Regions from separate parts of the Mus musculus genome. Here regions 2 and 3 are each linked to region 1. A link is a contact called in public Hi-C and HiChIP or PLAC-seq data. All regions are on one chromosome and are shown on one strand. Each heading gives the region's core, a stretch centred on a gene start, on an enhancer-like site or on the middle of the called end of the contact. The rest is flanking DNA. Distances are from core to core; before and after follow the strand shown. Region 1 holds the start of Mdfic (MyoD family inhibitor domain containing). Region 2 overlaps Mdfic (MyoD family inhibitor domain containing). Region 3 has its middle 36 kb from the start of Gm36352.

Region 1 (4,977 bases), core at 2,202-4,701:
CCCCCCTTCCTTCCCATAGTGACTCTCCTAGCCTCAGTCCTTGTGTCCAGTGAACTCTCCTGAAAAGAGCTTCCCAATAAACCTGTGTTTAATCTAATCTAATATCTAATCTAATCTAATCTAATCTAATCTAATCTAATCTAATCTGACTTGACTTGGCTCATGCTTTTTAATAGGTAAAATGCTTCTGCTGCTCCAGAGAGGTAAATTAATATTGAAAGTGTTAGTTTTTATTTAATGCATAGTATCTGTGCATTTTCATTCCTTTCCTTTGGAAAAACCTCTGTATCTGCTCTTTCCCACCTATAAGAGACTGTTGTCGGCCCTATTTGCTGTAGTGAGATTTACAGGTTTTAAAGTTACTCCTCCCATCTAGATACACTTCTATAGCCACTAGCCACTCCCTCTCCATGCTCTCCCTCATCCTACTCTCTGGTACTCATAACCCTACGCTTTCGGGAGAGCAATAGTCAATGATTTGGAGCATTTCTCACACACGTGGCACTTTTCCAAATGCTATCGGGATATAACCTTATTAAGTCCTCATAGAGAAGCTCACTCGTCTTCCCTTTGTGAGGCAACCGCAGCGCAGAGCATTTGACTCACGTACTCCAAGTCAACAGGGAGCAAGATGCAGCTTTTGACCAACTTGGTGACTCTACAACACAGTGTCCTGGTTGGTTCCTAATATTTTTACTTGAATTTTATTCCTTCCCTTGCTAGAGCAAGACGCTTATACTTAATCCAAGGAACAGTGGAATATGGAGAAACCCTGCTGTTTAAGGCTGAAGTCTATCTACTATGACCAGATAGCTTCTCTGAGCTCAGCACAAAATGGAGGACTCCCAATTCTCTGACCTTGTCTGGGAAGCCTGATTCCCCACAACTTCTACCTAGGGGAAGGAACGTCCAGTAGTCCTTGGCAGACCTACAAGTTCAGTTTCCTCTTTTCCTCTTGCTCTTTTCCCAATAAGAATCCACCGAGCAAGTACCTGGGGATTCCTGGAATGTCTCTCCATGGAAATGAGCTATTCACAGAACTTTAAAACTTTAGCCAATGATTTTCACTTACCAGGAAAGTGCCTTACCACTCTCCAAAGTTCATATATACCCTTGGTCCACCCCAATAGAGGTATTCACCCAAGCTAAGATTGGCAAAAGAGCTGTTTCATTGAAGATACTCAGAGAAGGCCTTTGCCCAAATGATCTGTAACACTAAGATTCTCAGAGAAGGTCTCTCTCCTTTATCCCAGTTCCCTGACCTCACTCTCCACCCCTCACTCCTGCAGAACTCCACCCATTTGGGAAACTGGCTGGCTGTCCAACATTCATACCATAGTGAAAGAGGATGTTTTATGCTCATCTTATCAGAAAAGTTAGGTATCTTATGTCATGTGTAAAAGTGAAATATGGTGTGCAATTCGATGAAAAAACATTTATTGGGGGAGATGGCTCTGTGGGAGAATGGCTTGTGTGCAAGCCTGAGAAGGTGTGTTGGGAGAGATAGAAGTGTAGCCTTATAATTCTGGTGTTCCTACAGGGAGATGGGTGTTAGAGACATGTAAATAGCTGTAAATTCAGAAGTCTGCATGCTATCCTGGTGTGTGTAGCTAGGGACAATAAGGGCACCCTGTTCAAACAAGGTGAAAGGTAAGGACTGGAGGCCATCCTCTGACCTCCACAAGGGTACCATGTGCTTGTGACAGAATGAACAAACTGAACAAGGAGATAAACAGTAAGGGGACAAAGAAGAACTTTGCAGAACTTTCTCACTGACTCTTGTAAGCAAAGGCTGTGCTTTGTAGAGCACAAGTTTCCTGTGTGTTCTTTAATGCTGACAAGCCTTCCCCACAACTGACCTGGTCCCAAGAGGTAGGTGTTGGTATTCTGTCTGGACTCCACCCCCACAGTTACCTGGCATTAGCCAGGTAGGCCTGACCCACTATAAAAGGGGCTGATTGTCTCCTCCTCCCTCTCTTGTGCTCTTGCCTCTCTTGCTCATTGCTCCCTTGCTCCCCCACCCCCATTCCTTTCCCCTCTCTCTCCATGTGGTCTCTACTTCTCTACTCTCTCCTTCTCTCTGCCTTTCTCTGCCTCTACTATTCTCTTAACTCCCCTCCCCCTGCCCTGAATAAACTCTATTCTATACTATACAGTCCTGTGACTGGTCCCTCAGGAAGAAGGGATGGCTTGACATGGGCCCCACCAAGACACCCCCTTCCCCACACCCCACCAGCTAGAACATATCTTTATAGCTCTTTCTCTTTTTATGATCACAACAGTAGGTTCTATGTAGTCCAGACTCTTGACACGTTCTTAAGAGACTTAAGGCACTTTTTACAATGTCATCTATGAATCTACAAATTTTATTTAAAAACGGGGCCATATCTATTAGCTATAGGTCACCGAGAAAAATGCCATTTTCTATGGAATCCAAATACCTGCCTTCAGAACCTTTGAAGATTGATTTCTCGGAGTAGTTGAAATCAAGTTCTTGTTTCTTTAGAGGTAAGAAATAGACCTTTTCCGTCAGTTGAAAAGAACTTGAATGGTCACTTTTTGAAGATAAACATTCCTGATGTATTATTAGTAATGATGGGGGTGAGTGAGAAGGAGAAACCATTAAGTTTCTTCAGTTTTGATATGCACCTCCACTGAACTCTGCATTTCACTCAAACAAAGAACAAAAATTAACCAGATGTATAAAAGTTCTTAACAGCCCGTTACACTTGCTCTTGGCCCTTTAGAGTCTGCCACAGTCAGAACATTTCATTTAAAAAGCCACCGACAATGAACCTTTTACGTCTGAGCACAGTTTAGCTTCCCGCAGACGTCACACGGTCAGAGAGGCACTCAGCCTGGGGTAGGACAGATGTGCTCAAGAATGTTCACCTTGCACTCCTGGGTGGCTCTGTGCAACTGGTTTAACCAGATCAGGAATCCTGTCTGACAGAAGTAAAGTAATAAAAAAGAAAAAGATGAAGAGATTAGACAAGTACTTGGGACCTGTGAACAAGGTTTTAAATACACATTTATGTCTTCATAGTACCAGGAAAGTCAGTGTGTGTGTTTGAACACACATGTACATTCATCACACACACACACACACACACACACACACACACACACACACACACACACCCTTCCCTGTTTTCAAAGGTCGCTTCCCTGGGGCATTCCTCAAGATTATTTAATAGTCTATCGAAGGGCAGGATTGAAAGTGGTTTGAGGGGGACTTTCCCAGAAAGGTTGAAGATGTTTGAGCTGCCAAGGTTAGCTCCCTCCCTGTTTTCCCTAACCTTGGTGGGCCTGGGCTAGGGAGCCTGCATCTGGCCTGTCCAGCTCTGGCCTCCTGACCCAGACAGCTCCCTCGCAAGGGAGCTCAGGGCCAAACCTAGGTCGCGCCGCCCCCAACCTCGGGGCTGTCTGCCAAGAGTTCGAGGCCACCCCAATCCGGATATGATGAAAGGGAGCCACAGAGAGAGAAGTGTTTGAAGAGTGTAGGAGTGGCAGCGCGAGGGTGAAAGAGACGCACAAGTGGATCCTAAAGTCCTTCCCGGAGGAGAGGGGCTGCCCGGAGGGAAGGGACGGAGTGCGCGGAGTCAGCGCGGGCGGCTGCCACTGTCGCTGCCACTCCCGGGGCCGGAGGGACGTGGTCAGGCTGCCAGGGCGTGATGGGGCCGCGGCCAGAGCCTCGCTGACTACCGGTGGCGGGAGGAAGGGACCCGGAACAGCCCACGGGGGGGATGCCAAGGTAGGTGGAGGTCCCTTAGGTCGCTCTGCCGCCGAGTCCCCGCGCGTCCCCTCCCAGCGCGCGCGTCCCGTTCGCAGCGTCCCCCCAGGCTGCTTTCAAATCCTAACTTCCCTGGGGTGGAGTTGGAGGAGGGACGCGGAGGGGGAGGGAATGGCCCAGGCATTGCGGCGTGCTGTGCTCTAAAAACAGTTGATCCTGCTGTCCCTTTTGCTTTTCCCGCCAGAGGCAGGCCGTTTCCTGCACCCAGCACCTAAGCAGCTGGGGTCCGTGCACCCCGCGGGGACGGCTCTGGCTCGGAGCGTGGCCCATGTCCTGCGCGGGTGAAGCCCTCGCTCCCGGGCCCGCGGAGCAGCAGTGCCCGGTCGAGGCGGGCGGCGGCCGGCTGGGCTCCCCGGCCCACGGTGAGTAACAAGTACTTGCGAGTTGCGAGTTTCTGGGACGTGCTTGCACACTTAGGGATGGGTGGTGGTGGTGGTGGGAGTGGGGAACTGCGAGGATGGGCTTCAACTTCGGAATTGTGAACTTTTGCACACTTATGTTACTTAAACAAGTCTGCCAGAGGATCACTGCCCCAGATCAACAACCGGATAGGAGGGCGGGATCCCTGGCCCCTCTATTCCCTTTTCTTGCTAGAAACTGGTTGACTAGATGGCTTCTACCTTCTGCCTAAGCACTTCTTGGCCTGGGACTCAGGAGGGGTGTGAAGTCTCCAACCCTTGTCTAGTACTCTTAAGTTCTTATGTTCTTTTCTCATGCAGGGCAGTCTCTGCTCTCTGAGCTAGCGTGGGCTCTCCTCATCTTTCTGGTTCTTGTGGGGTACTCTGACCCCCAGGTTAAGCATCCAGGTTTCTGAGACCAGTTTCTTTTGGAATGGCTCGTGCATATGTTTTCAATAACGTTTGTTTTGGAATAAACACGTTCCAAGAATGAATTAACTCTTTTGAGTTCTTCCAAAGGGAAAACAAAATCGTTTGCTTCTGGGAAGCTTCCATAACCACATTTTAAAATTCTTTGAAGGTAATAGACTTCAGGTGCTCTTTGGTGGCAGAACCAGACTCTCACCATTTCTCTTCCCTTTTCCAGTAAGGACAATTCCAATGAGGACAGTTCTGACTGGCAGACACCAGATAACTTTCCAGCTCTCCAAAACTCTTGATTTTAAGCATGTCTAAAATCTTGTCTCCCAGTACCCAAATATATACTGCCTTAAGTTTCTTTCTTCT
Region 2 (4,828 bases), core at 229-2,728, 44 kb after region 1:
ACACATCCTATGATATCGGTAACTGAATCTTTAATTCCCTTGTTATAACAGACAGAGTTTCTTGAGTCTTCACTACAGTTCTACTCTCCTTCTATTATGCTTTTACAGCAATTCCCTAGGCTCGGGAAGGTGAAGGATGAAGTTTATAATGGTACTGAATACCAAACTGTTGCTTGATTTATTCAGGAAGGTTATTATATTCAGGGATCAAGTGACAGCTTAAAAGCTAGTATCATTCATCATCATCAGCTAATTTTCACTGGGTGTCCACTGGGTGCTGAGCATCATACAAGGCTCTTTGTCAGCATGCATGTGCCTGATAAGGTTGATGGGATTCTAGGAATACAGGATCCTGTCCTCCAGGAACATTCTGCTGTCAATGTGAGTCACTGAAGACTCAGGATTGTCAAGTTCTGTGTACAAATGCATGTAACTAAAAACACTTCATTGCTGCAGAAATTACTGTCAGCAAATCTAGGTCCTATCCTCATTAATATCTACACTGTTGCCAGGGAAATAGAGAGATGTTGAACAGACAAGCATAGGTGTCTGCTCTAGTGACCTGAGCTCAGCAGCATACATTTATGCTTTGGGTCTGCAGCAGATCCTTTCTGTCCTATACACATAATTTCGCTCCGTTTTTTACTTAATGAGATCCAATTGCCCCCTCCTCCAAACACCTATGCACTTCATCTTTCCTTGTGAGAAACTAGTCACATGGATTACACATCTAGATCTAGTGCCTGTTCTTCTCTAGATTGCTGTGTGATATATATCCCTCTCCTGAAATTATTTGGAAGACCAACCTAGATCAAATTTGCTTCAACTTGTTATCATCAATATGTAGATTAAGACAGTGAAGGTGAGGCAGAGCAGCCCCTGTATGGGTGGATAAGGAACAGGGTGGGTCTCTGGAATACTTGGTAATGAGAATAGTATGAGCTGAGCCTGTGCACAGCATTTCCTTGTTGAGTTTCTTCCCTGCCTTAGGCCTGTGTTCTGCTGAGTGCAGTGAGTTCGTTTACTGGAGGCCTCTGCTAAGATTTCCTTGTTTGGTATCCATCACAGCCATTGCAGAGAGGACTCCCTTGGAAAAGACTTAGCAGTTCTTCTCCAGTTGATAACAAACATTTAGGCTCGGGGATTACCACAAGAGTGGAAAGGCCTCAGGAGATTTTTATGTAGCAGTCCAATTTTTCCCCCTTCTCTCTTCCTCCCCTCACCCCGTTTCCTATGGAGAACCTCATCTTTGTGGTACTTTGCCCCTTTTACTTTTGAGATCTGGCCTTCTCTGTTTTCTTTTCGTTACCACTTAACTGCTTCTTGTCACCAGCCTGTATCAGTAGTGGGGCTTGCTCCAGGCAATATGTGCTTCCGTTCCTTGGGCTTTCTCTACTTCTGCAGTACTCCTGTGCAGGATATGGAGACGTATTTGCCGTGGTCTAAACGTTTCAGGTTTCCAGTGCTGTTCTTCCTGCTTAGTATCTTCTATTCCCCTTTGTAGTGTTTTTAATTCCAACACTAAATTGAGGAAGTAAAAAATAATTAGCCTGCTGCAACTTAGCTAACACACATGCTTATTTGAACTTCGGTGAATCCAGATCTCTGGCTGTTCCTTGCAATCCTATATCTCATCGAAGGTTGCTTGATCTCTGGTTTCAGAGGCTTTTCAAAATTTGTCTGTATAGAGGGGTACATATTCTGGATTTATACAGTGGCAAATTTATTTGCATATGGCGAAAAATGACTGTTGCTTTAGGAAAATCAGCCCTTCATAAAGCTTCCTGAGTTTTCTGGTTGGTGTGCACTGCCCAATACCACTTTGGTGTTTTAACTATAGAATGCCCAGAGTCCAGTGCCTATTAGCAAATCAGGACTGATTCCTTTGAAGAGATGAATTCATTGCAACTCTTAAACTCTCTGCCATCTTATACAAATGTCAGTATATAAAAAAAATAGCTTTTAGAAAGATCATACCTTAATGGTACTTGTTTCATTGAGTTATTGTTTGTATAATATAAAGCATATTTTAATAATTTCCTTTTCTGTAAATTATGTATAAAATGCATATGCATTTATTTTTAGGTGTATCCATAATATAATAAGTATTAATAATTATAGATGGCAGTCATTTTTATCAGTTGATTCAGTGATAGAATGGTATAGAAGTATCTCTTGAGTCAGGAAACAAAGAGATACCATAGCAAATTCTATAATGCTGTGAGATTACCCAGTAAGGATACTATTTTATCATATACATAAAGCTCGTAGATGATGCTTTATAAGCAAACCTGAAAATATAAACTTTTCAAATCCATGAATAAAATCCTCTCTACCCAGATAAGTTATCTAGAAACTACGAAGCATCATAAGGCCAGACTTTTCATTCATTTGAATAATCAAGCAGTAGGTGCGTACATATCTCCTATGTCTGGAGAGAGAAAAGTAGTGGGATTTTGTTTTTCACAGACTTATAGTTTGAGGACATTTTAGAGATATTTATATATCTTAAATGAAAAAAAATGTTCTATGTTCCTTAATTTTTCCTGAATTTATTCATTTTTATTATATTTCTCCTAGAAAATGCAAGATTATGTTTGCATATTTATTTGACAGAAGGTTTTCAATAGAAGATTGGAAAACAAAAAATTAGTAGTATTGTCACAGAATGTAAAAACAGGAGGCAAACGAGAAAAAAATTAAAATGTGGGTAAACTCAGTAAGGGAAATTAAGGGAAGGACCAAAAACTGGAACTGGGAAGTCAGTCTTCTCATTGCTGCCATGAAGATTTCTGGTATTTGAATCTTTCAACATCCCTGAATTATGCTTCTCAACTGTGATTAAAGCTTGGTGGCTCCCAGGGTAGGTCACACCCAAAGCCTCAGGGCCAGGCCTGGAAGGAGAGTGTGGAAACAAGTCTATCTCTGAGAACCTGGACCAATGGCTGAATCTGCCTTCAAGGCAAGATTCAGCACAGGATTAGATACCAGCCTTGAACAACATGGAAATGCATTTGCCAGAAGTTATCTGCCTCCAGGTGTTAAATATGTTTAGTTATGTGATAGTGCTCTTTATGAAATACGGTAGCCATACTCCAGTTACTTCTCCCAGCAATTTTGAACAGTTGGTCTCTTTTATTTTGGATGGTACTACTTCCCATTGTCATCTGGTAATTTACTTCACATTTGATTTAATCTTTTAACATAAACCACAGTATTCCAGACTCAAGAATGGTCTCTGTCTTGTGAACTCACATCCAAGGAGCCATAGCACCTGATTGGGATCGCAAATTAATGAATGCTCCAAAACACATAAGAATTCCAAAATATACAATATGTTAAAGGTACACATTAGATGCAGTGAAGATAGAAAATAGGATATGTGACCAAAAGAGTCCAGAGACTCTTTGTAGGTAAATAAAATCAGGAGGTAAATAAATGAGTTCCAGAAGTTCTTGGAAGGTAATGTAGAGACTCTGGCAGGGCAGAGTTTAGCAGAAATGTGCACCTAGCCTCTGCACATAGAGTCCTGACCCTGGCTGATAAAAAAGAGAGGATTGTCACCTTTGGAGTTTACCTAAATTCACATTATGTAGTTAAAAAAAAAAAAAACAACCTAGCAAACAAACCAAAAACTAGTATAGATTTATCATGGCTCATATTGAAAAACATTTCATCTCCCACTTAAGGGCACCAATGCATAGAAAGTATAAGGATTAGAGCTATATCTTAATAACATTTTTAATACTCTATTTTATACACATATATCCATGTACAGTATTGCGTACATAACATCTCTACCATTACTCTGTGTATGTGTTTGTCTGTTTTTCTGTCTGTTCTATAGACATCATGTGGTACTGCATACCCACTAAGAACCCTAAAGCTATTTCTAAGAAAGCAACTTGGGATTTAGTGTGATTTTTATGTGTACATCAACCGTTTAAATTAACTAAGTGCACGAAAACTCTTGTAATTTTATTAAATATAGCTTTGATGGAGACCAGCAATAAAGATGATTTGCTCCTTCTAATAGATTATACCCTGGAATAAAATATGGCTCTCTATTGCTATTCCAGCAGCTGCAGTTTCAAGTATACTTATTGCTAGCTACGATATCACTGAGGGTTTTTTTTTTAATTATCAAAAGAAGTTCATGCTATCGACTCCTTTACCCTCATGTTTTTATTCCCATTGAGACCTGCTAGACCGAATTCTGCTGGTTTCCTTCCTGATTGAAAACATTTGAACCTAGAAAGTCCAGTATTTCTTAAGACATTTGTAACTATTCATCATGGATATTAAAATTACAATCATGCTGCATTGTATGAGTCGTGGTTTAAAAGGAGAAAATCCCTACACATATGGTGATCAGGTGACCAATGCTATCCAGGTTTGAAAATGCTGAGTGTTCTAATACCTGGTATTTGAAATTTTGACATGTATTGCATTGGTTTCTGAATATGGAGAATACATTTTTGCTCATAGAGAGTAAATTTAAAATGGGGTCTTTTGTAGCAGCACCAGTCCTGTTTGGAGTGATATTGCACATGCTGAATGTTCACATATCAAACAAAATGCCAGCCTTCTGTAGAAAAGAGGTGTCAAAAAGTTTCTTTGTACCTTTAACGCATGTGATTATGTAGTACAAAATGCAGAGTTTGTAAAAAAATTTCTTGAATATACAGGCAAAAAAATGAATAATTCAAAACAACCCCTAAGTTCTACATTCTATTGTCTCTTTATAACACAGGCAGAAGATAGCGGTGTACTCCCAATAGAGCTGAACTTGCACAAGTTACACCTCGGAAAATGCCAGATGGTCTAT
Region 3 (4,898 bases), core at 1,381-3,880, 45 kb before region 1:
CCGGAGGGTTTCATTCCTTGAAATCATGGTGGACAACATGGCAACAGGCAGACAGGCATGGTGCTAGAGCCTTAGCTGAGACCTTCCTTCCTGATCCTAAAGTTGGAGGCAGCAAAAGAGACTGAGCCTTGAGTGGACTGTTTAAACTTCACAGCACACTCCAAAAACCACACCGCTTCCAACAAGGCCACACCTCCTAATGCTTCCCAAACTATTCTACCAACTGGGAACCCACATTCAGATACATCAGATTACGACGTGCACTCTCATTCAAATAACCACAATCACATATCTTTGATTACAACATCATTTCCTTAAGATTCATATGCTGTTTAAATTTTTATTGTTAACTTGATACAAACTAGAATCCCCTAAGAAAATGGAACCTAAGTTGAGAAATTTTCATCCATCAGATTGACACGTGTAAATGTATGGAGAGAGCTGTTTTGATTGATGGTTAATGTAGGAGAGGATCCATCCTACTATAGATAGGACCATGTTCAGGCAAGTGAGTTATATAAGAAAGCAATCTGAACATACCTGATGATGTAAGCCAGTAAGTAGCATTACTTTCTGGTCTCTCCTTCAGTTCCTCCTTCCAAGTTCCTGCCATGAATTCCCTCAATGAAGAATTGTTACTAGAACATGCAAGCTGAAATAAACTCTTTCCTTCTCAGCTGCTTCCTGTCTTTGTGTTTACAGGATCAATAGGAAACAAAGTCCTAAGTCGTAACAGTCAGAGAGTGGTGCTCACTCAGTTGCATATGTTTAGAAAGAATTACAAAATATTTTCCAGCTGTATACCAAACTCCATGATATCTACTCATATTTTCTGTGCATATACTTGCTTATCTAGAATCAAAAGGAATGAGTAAGCCACAACATTATGGCAGTTTTTGAAATCATGAAGGTCTGAATCCAGATCCTGACATCCCTGAAAAAAGATGGGGAAGGCCACTCTTGTACATGTAACCCCAGTAGTGTGTAGAAAAAGAAAGAGTCACTGGTTCACTGAGAGACCCTGTCTTGAAGGAATAAGTCACAGAGTCTAAATCAGGACAGTGACAGCACCCTTTGGCTTCATCATGTAAACATGAATCATGGGGAGGGGGCATTAATTTAAAAATATCCAGGTTTTATGATATATAGGGAATATATATAAAGTTATATTTGCCATTTTATCTTCCTACAATTGGTACTCTGCAAGTTCATATATCAGTGAATTCCAGGACCACCGTGTTTTCCTTCACAGAGCTCCTTCAATCAGTTACCTCCTGAACTGCTCCCAATTCTTCTTGCCTACTTACTTCCTCAGTGTCGCTGTAGTTTCTCACTTAGAATAATAGCACAGAAAGACTGACTCCTTCTCCAGAATCTCCTCTTTTAGCCTTTGCATTTGCTCTCTAAGTGCAACCACATTGGTCATCCCGGAATGTCAATGCGATCTTGTTAGTCTTGTGACAATCGTGAACCCATTCCGAACCCTTCTGGCTGTTACTCTTTATCCTTTCTGTTTTGAAGTCCTCAGCACTGTTTCAGGGCTGTTGCACAACTTTGGTCTCCTTCAGCTTCACCTTTCACTTTCTCAAACCCAATGTTCAAGTCATGGCGAGCATCTTCGTTTGTCCAGTGGGCTCTTTTGGCTCACTGTCACATTCTGCTCAAAAAGATGTCCTGTCCAAAGACCTCTTTGCCAAACCATGGGTTTTCTTGCTTCTGGGTACTCAGGTACAATAGCCTGTATTGCTTCTTGTGTATAGCATTTTAATTGTTCATGAGATCTCTTCATGTTTTCTATGGGATTGAAACAATCTGTGTCTTATTGGGAACACTCAGCACAGTGTCAGTGTCCCTCATACTCAACTTTTTATATATTTTTTCCAGGGAAATTTATGTTATAGTTCCATTGTTTAAATGAAATTTAAAATGCATATAGTCATATTAATAGCTTTACTAAATATGGAAATGAAAATATGCTAAATGACTTCTCAATTCTTTGGGGGAAAACCCAGTGTAAAGGACACACATACAGCAATCTTTTAATTTGTTAATCCATTTTTGTATTACTAAAAATCAATATCTTTTAATATCTGAAAGTATTTCCATATGCTAATATTTAATTTATTTTTTCTTTCTCAGAAAGAGTTTTTAAGTAGAAAAAAAATCAATGCAGCTATTACTAGTTTTATTTATGTGTTAAAATTATAAATCTTATTTCTAACTTTTTTCCAGAGATAAATCTATTTGCTCTCAGAACAACTTCAGATGATATATTTCAAGAACAATATTCATGGGCGTTCATTACAACTAATATTTATTCAATGACAGAATGCAGTTCTTTCAAAAATTTCACTTTGTCAATAGTGAATACAGTTAATATTGCAAGATACTGCCATGCATTTTATTGTAGACTCCAGATAACTCTGCTTAAATGCTGAAATATTTATGTATACATTCAGATGGCAAAGATAAAATATCAGTCACATTTTTCCATTTGGGGAACTTCAGTGTTTCTTTGAGCAACATGATAAAAATCTAAGTTTAACAAATAGAGTAAGTTTGTAGGTCACCCCCAGCTCTGTGACCCCTCGCTTGTCTTTTCCTGTTTAGTTTTTAGCTTACGTGGTTACATAACCATTGCTTTTGCTTAAAGGTCAGCCAAGAGTAAAGTTATATCTTGCTGGAGGTGAGATGTAAACAGTGTCTGATCTTGCCCTGCCATTCTTCTTAAATCTTCCACAGAGCTGGGTGAACTTGTGCCAGTATTCATAAAAGAAGATTATGTTTTAGAATCTGTATTGTATTATTCAATAAATATTTCAAGGTGTCTGCAAACAGGGATTAATGTGTATTATATTTCAGGAAACCAGAAAGGTATCAACCCAAAGAATTAAATAAAACACTCGTGTTTGATGCTCCTATAAACTGTAACTTAAAATAAAATGTGTGTAAACTTCCCCTTTCTTTTGTTTCATTTTCTTGTCATAAAATACTACAGAATAAAATGAAATGAGACAAAAATGAGCAGGGATAAAAACAATTTAAAATTGACCTTCACTCAGAAAAGCTGGTCCTTTTTTTTCAGTCATCAGTGTTAATGGCTAATGATTGTTTCTGCATGCAATTAAAACATCTGGATGGAAAATGTTTCCAGGTCACTGATACTACACCACATAGTGGTACAATTGGAGACATCTGGACACAAAAGAACAGAGTTATAAGGCACTTCAAGTAAATTCTGTTATATCATGTATTCAAATCATGTAGGCATGCTTAGTGCAGCCCTGTACCTTGGCACTTTGGATAGCAAGGTAAGTAGATTTCAAGTTCAAGACCAGACTAGGTTCAGCAGTGAGTTAAGCCTAGCCTAGGCTGCACAGTGAGACTGTCTCAAGAAAATGGGCATACAGAACAAAATTGACTATTTAAAAGCATTTCACTTATGTTATTGTTATCTAAACTTTATTCCTCTCAAAAGGCTTAACTTATCATGTTTTACTTAACCTGGTGTATATAAAATGGTTACCACCTTCTGGTGTTTTGAGTTATAAATGTACCATATAGTAAGCAAGTCATTTACATACATTATCATTTTGGGAAATAAAATAAGCTGGAGTTTTGAGACTACTAAAATTTGATCTCTTTCGCCATCCTACTCAAAAAGAATTGACAGCATATAAAAGTTAATCACATTTGGATTCCTGGATGAGATTATTTAAGACCTATGCTTGGGGAAAAATAGGTTAAAAGAATAAGCAACCCGACAACCCAGGTCAACCTGCTCTCTCGTGAATCACTTGAAGAATATGTTAAAATCAGATGGCCTGGCTGTTCCTTCTCTCCATTGGATTACAACTGTCGGGAAAAAAGTTTGCCAGTCTATATTTTTAGTATTCTAAAATACCAAGATACACATGAGATTCATATTAGAAACCAAAACAACATATTCTTCGGATTACAGAGAATGGTTGTAAGAAATGGCAACATGAATAGCATCTTGGGCCACATCTCATACAACTAGACTGAGGATGGTGCCCATAAATATTCATTGGGAAGGAGTCCTGTGATCTGGATGTTTCCTCTGAATGGAACCTAAAAGATAAAGGCCAAAAGATAGAAAGGTCACCAATGCTTTTACCTTGGCATTTCATTCCAAGTGCACTGAAAGGGTTACACACAAATAAAGCATTTTAAACATGTCAAAAGTATATATTCCAGGCTTCTTTCTTGGATTAGATAAAAAACATACTGGTTTTTGAAACATTGATGTGGCTTAAATGAGAACACAGGTCCGTGAAGAAGTGCTCACTTACTGTGCATGGGAACTTGGGTCTTCCCACTACTACTAAATCACACACGCAAAAAAAAGCAAGATTGATGATATTTCATGCATCTTTCCTGCTTTTGTATGAATCTAGATAGTTACATAAAATTTCATTACAGTCTTATAGAACAAACTTTAATTTAGAATTAGAGAGAAGAGACCATATTTTCTCTCCTGATAAACTATGAGACACAGAACATGAATGCTGGTTCTGTTTGAAATTGACAACAAGCCTTGGGACTATGACTTATACATCCTTAGTTTATACTATGATCCAGCCAACCAAAAAGATAGAAATTCAATGAGATAGGTTGAGTTTTCATCTTGGTGAGTGTGAAACCAAAACTTGTTTAACCTGGAAAGACATTAATGGAGAGCGAACTTTCACCAGCAGCACGGGCATTACTTAAAAGCAATGCATTGCTTAAACTAACAAATTAAGGTGATTTTATTTGGAGAACCTATATATATTCATTTAGGAAAGCACATTTTAAGGTGGGAGCATTCATGAACATTCATTCCTGAGTGTGACCAATTCAAGGTCTTTGCTCCCAATTCCAAGAAGGGGCAAAGT

The links. A called contact is a pair of places that touch in the nucleus more often than the background predicts. HiChIP or PLAC-seq counts read pairs in DNA pulled down with a chosen protein or histone mark.
Region 2: a contact with region 1 is called in an H3K4me3 HiChIP or PLAC-seq map of bone marrow-derived macrophages, with 4 times the contacts expected there. The contact joins the enhancer-like site here to the promoter of Mdfic in region 1. A contact is called at or near these places in 3 of 39 promoter capture datasets (the 3T3-L1 cell line, the C10 cell line and macrophages), 2 of 15 datasets of contacts at CTCF or cohesin (CD8 T cells and the NIH/3T3 cell line), 23 of 484 Hi-C or Micro-C datasets (3T3-L1-derived adipocytes, CD8 T cells, adipose-derived mesenchymal stem cells and 14 more), 8 of 115 datasets of contacts at active chromatin or transcription factors (CD8 T cells, bone marrow-derived macrophages, embryonic fibroblasts and 1 more) and 3 of 9 other capture datasets (adipose tissue, liver and pancreatic islet).
Region 3: a contact with region 1 is called in a Hi-C map of the MNK3 cell line, with 4 times the contacts expected there. The contact joins the enhancer-like site here to the promoter of Mdfic in region 1. A contact is called at or near these places in 1 of 39 promoter capture datasets (macrophages), 2 of 15 datasets of contacts at CTCF or cohesin (CD8 T cells and the NIH/3T3 cell line), 5 of 484 Hi-C or Micro-C datasets (the MNK3 cell line, Th1 cells, bone marrow-derived macrophages and 1 more), 5 of 115 datasets of contacts at active chromatin or transcription factors (CD8 T cells, bone marrow-derived dendritic cells, bone marrow-derived macrophages and 1 more) and 2 of 9 other capture datasets (adipose tissue and liver).

What each region holds. Positions count from the first base shown.
Region 1 is chr6:15,717,210-15,722,186 of GRCm38.p6, forward strand. It overlaps Mdfic (MyoD family inhibitor domain containing), which reads left to right and starts at 3,452. Exons shown (of 5, transcript NM_175088.5): 1 at 3,452-3,754; 2 at 3,978-4,155. The coding sequence starts at 4,062.
Region 2 is chr6:15,762,818-15,767,645 of GRCm38.p6, forward strand. The region is part of intron 3 of Mdfic (MyoD family inhibitor domain containing); the gene reads left to right. Among named protein-coding and RNA genes, the nearest start is that of Mdfic, 45 kb to the left of the region's middle. Within about 2 kb of position 1,479, at least 24 of the 459 cell types and tissues checked have an H3K27ac peak or open chromatin away from gene starts, as enhancers often do. A contact at or near this core is called in adipose tissue, bone marrow-derived macrophages, pre-B cells and 1 more, where this site is marked.
Region 3 is chr6:15,673,216-15,678,113 of GRCm38.p6, forward strand. No RefSeq gene overlaps it. Among named protein-coding and RNA genes, the nearest start is that of Gm36352, 36 kb to the left of the region's middle. Within about 2 kb of position 2,631, at least 2 of the 459 cell types and tissues checked have an H3K27ac peak or open chromatin away from gene starts, as enhancers often do. A contact at or near this core is called in the MNK3 cell line, where this site is marked.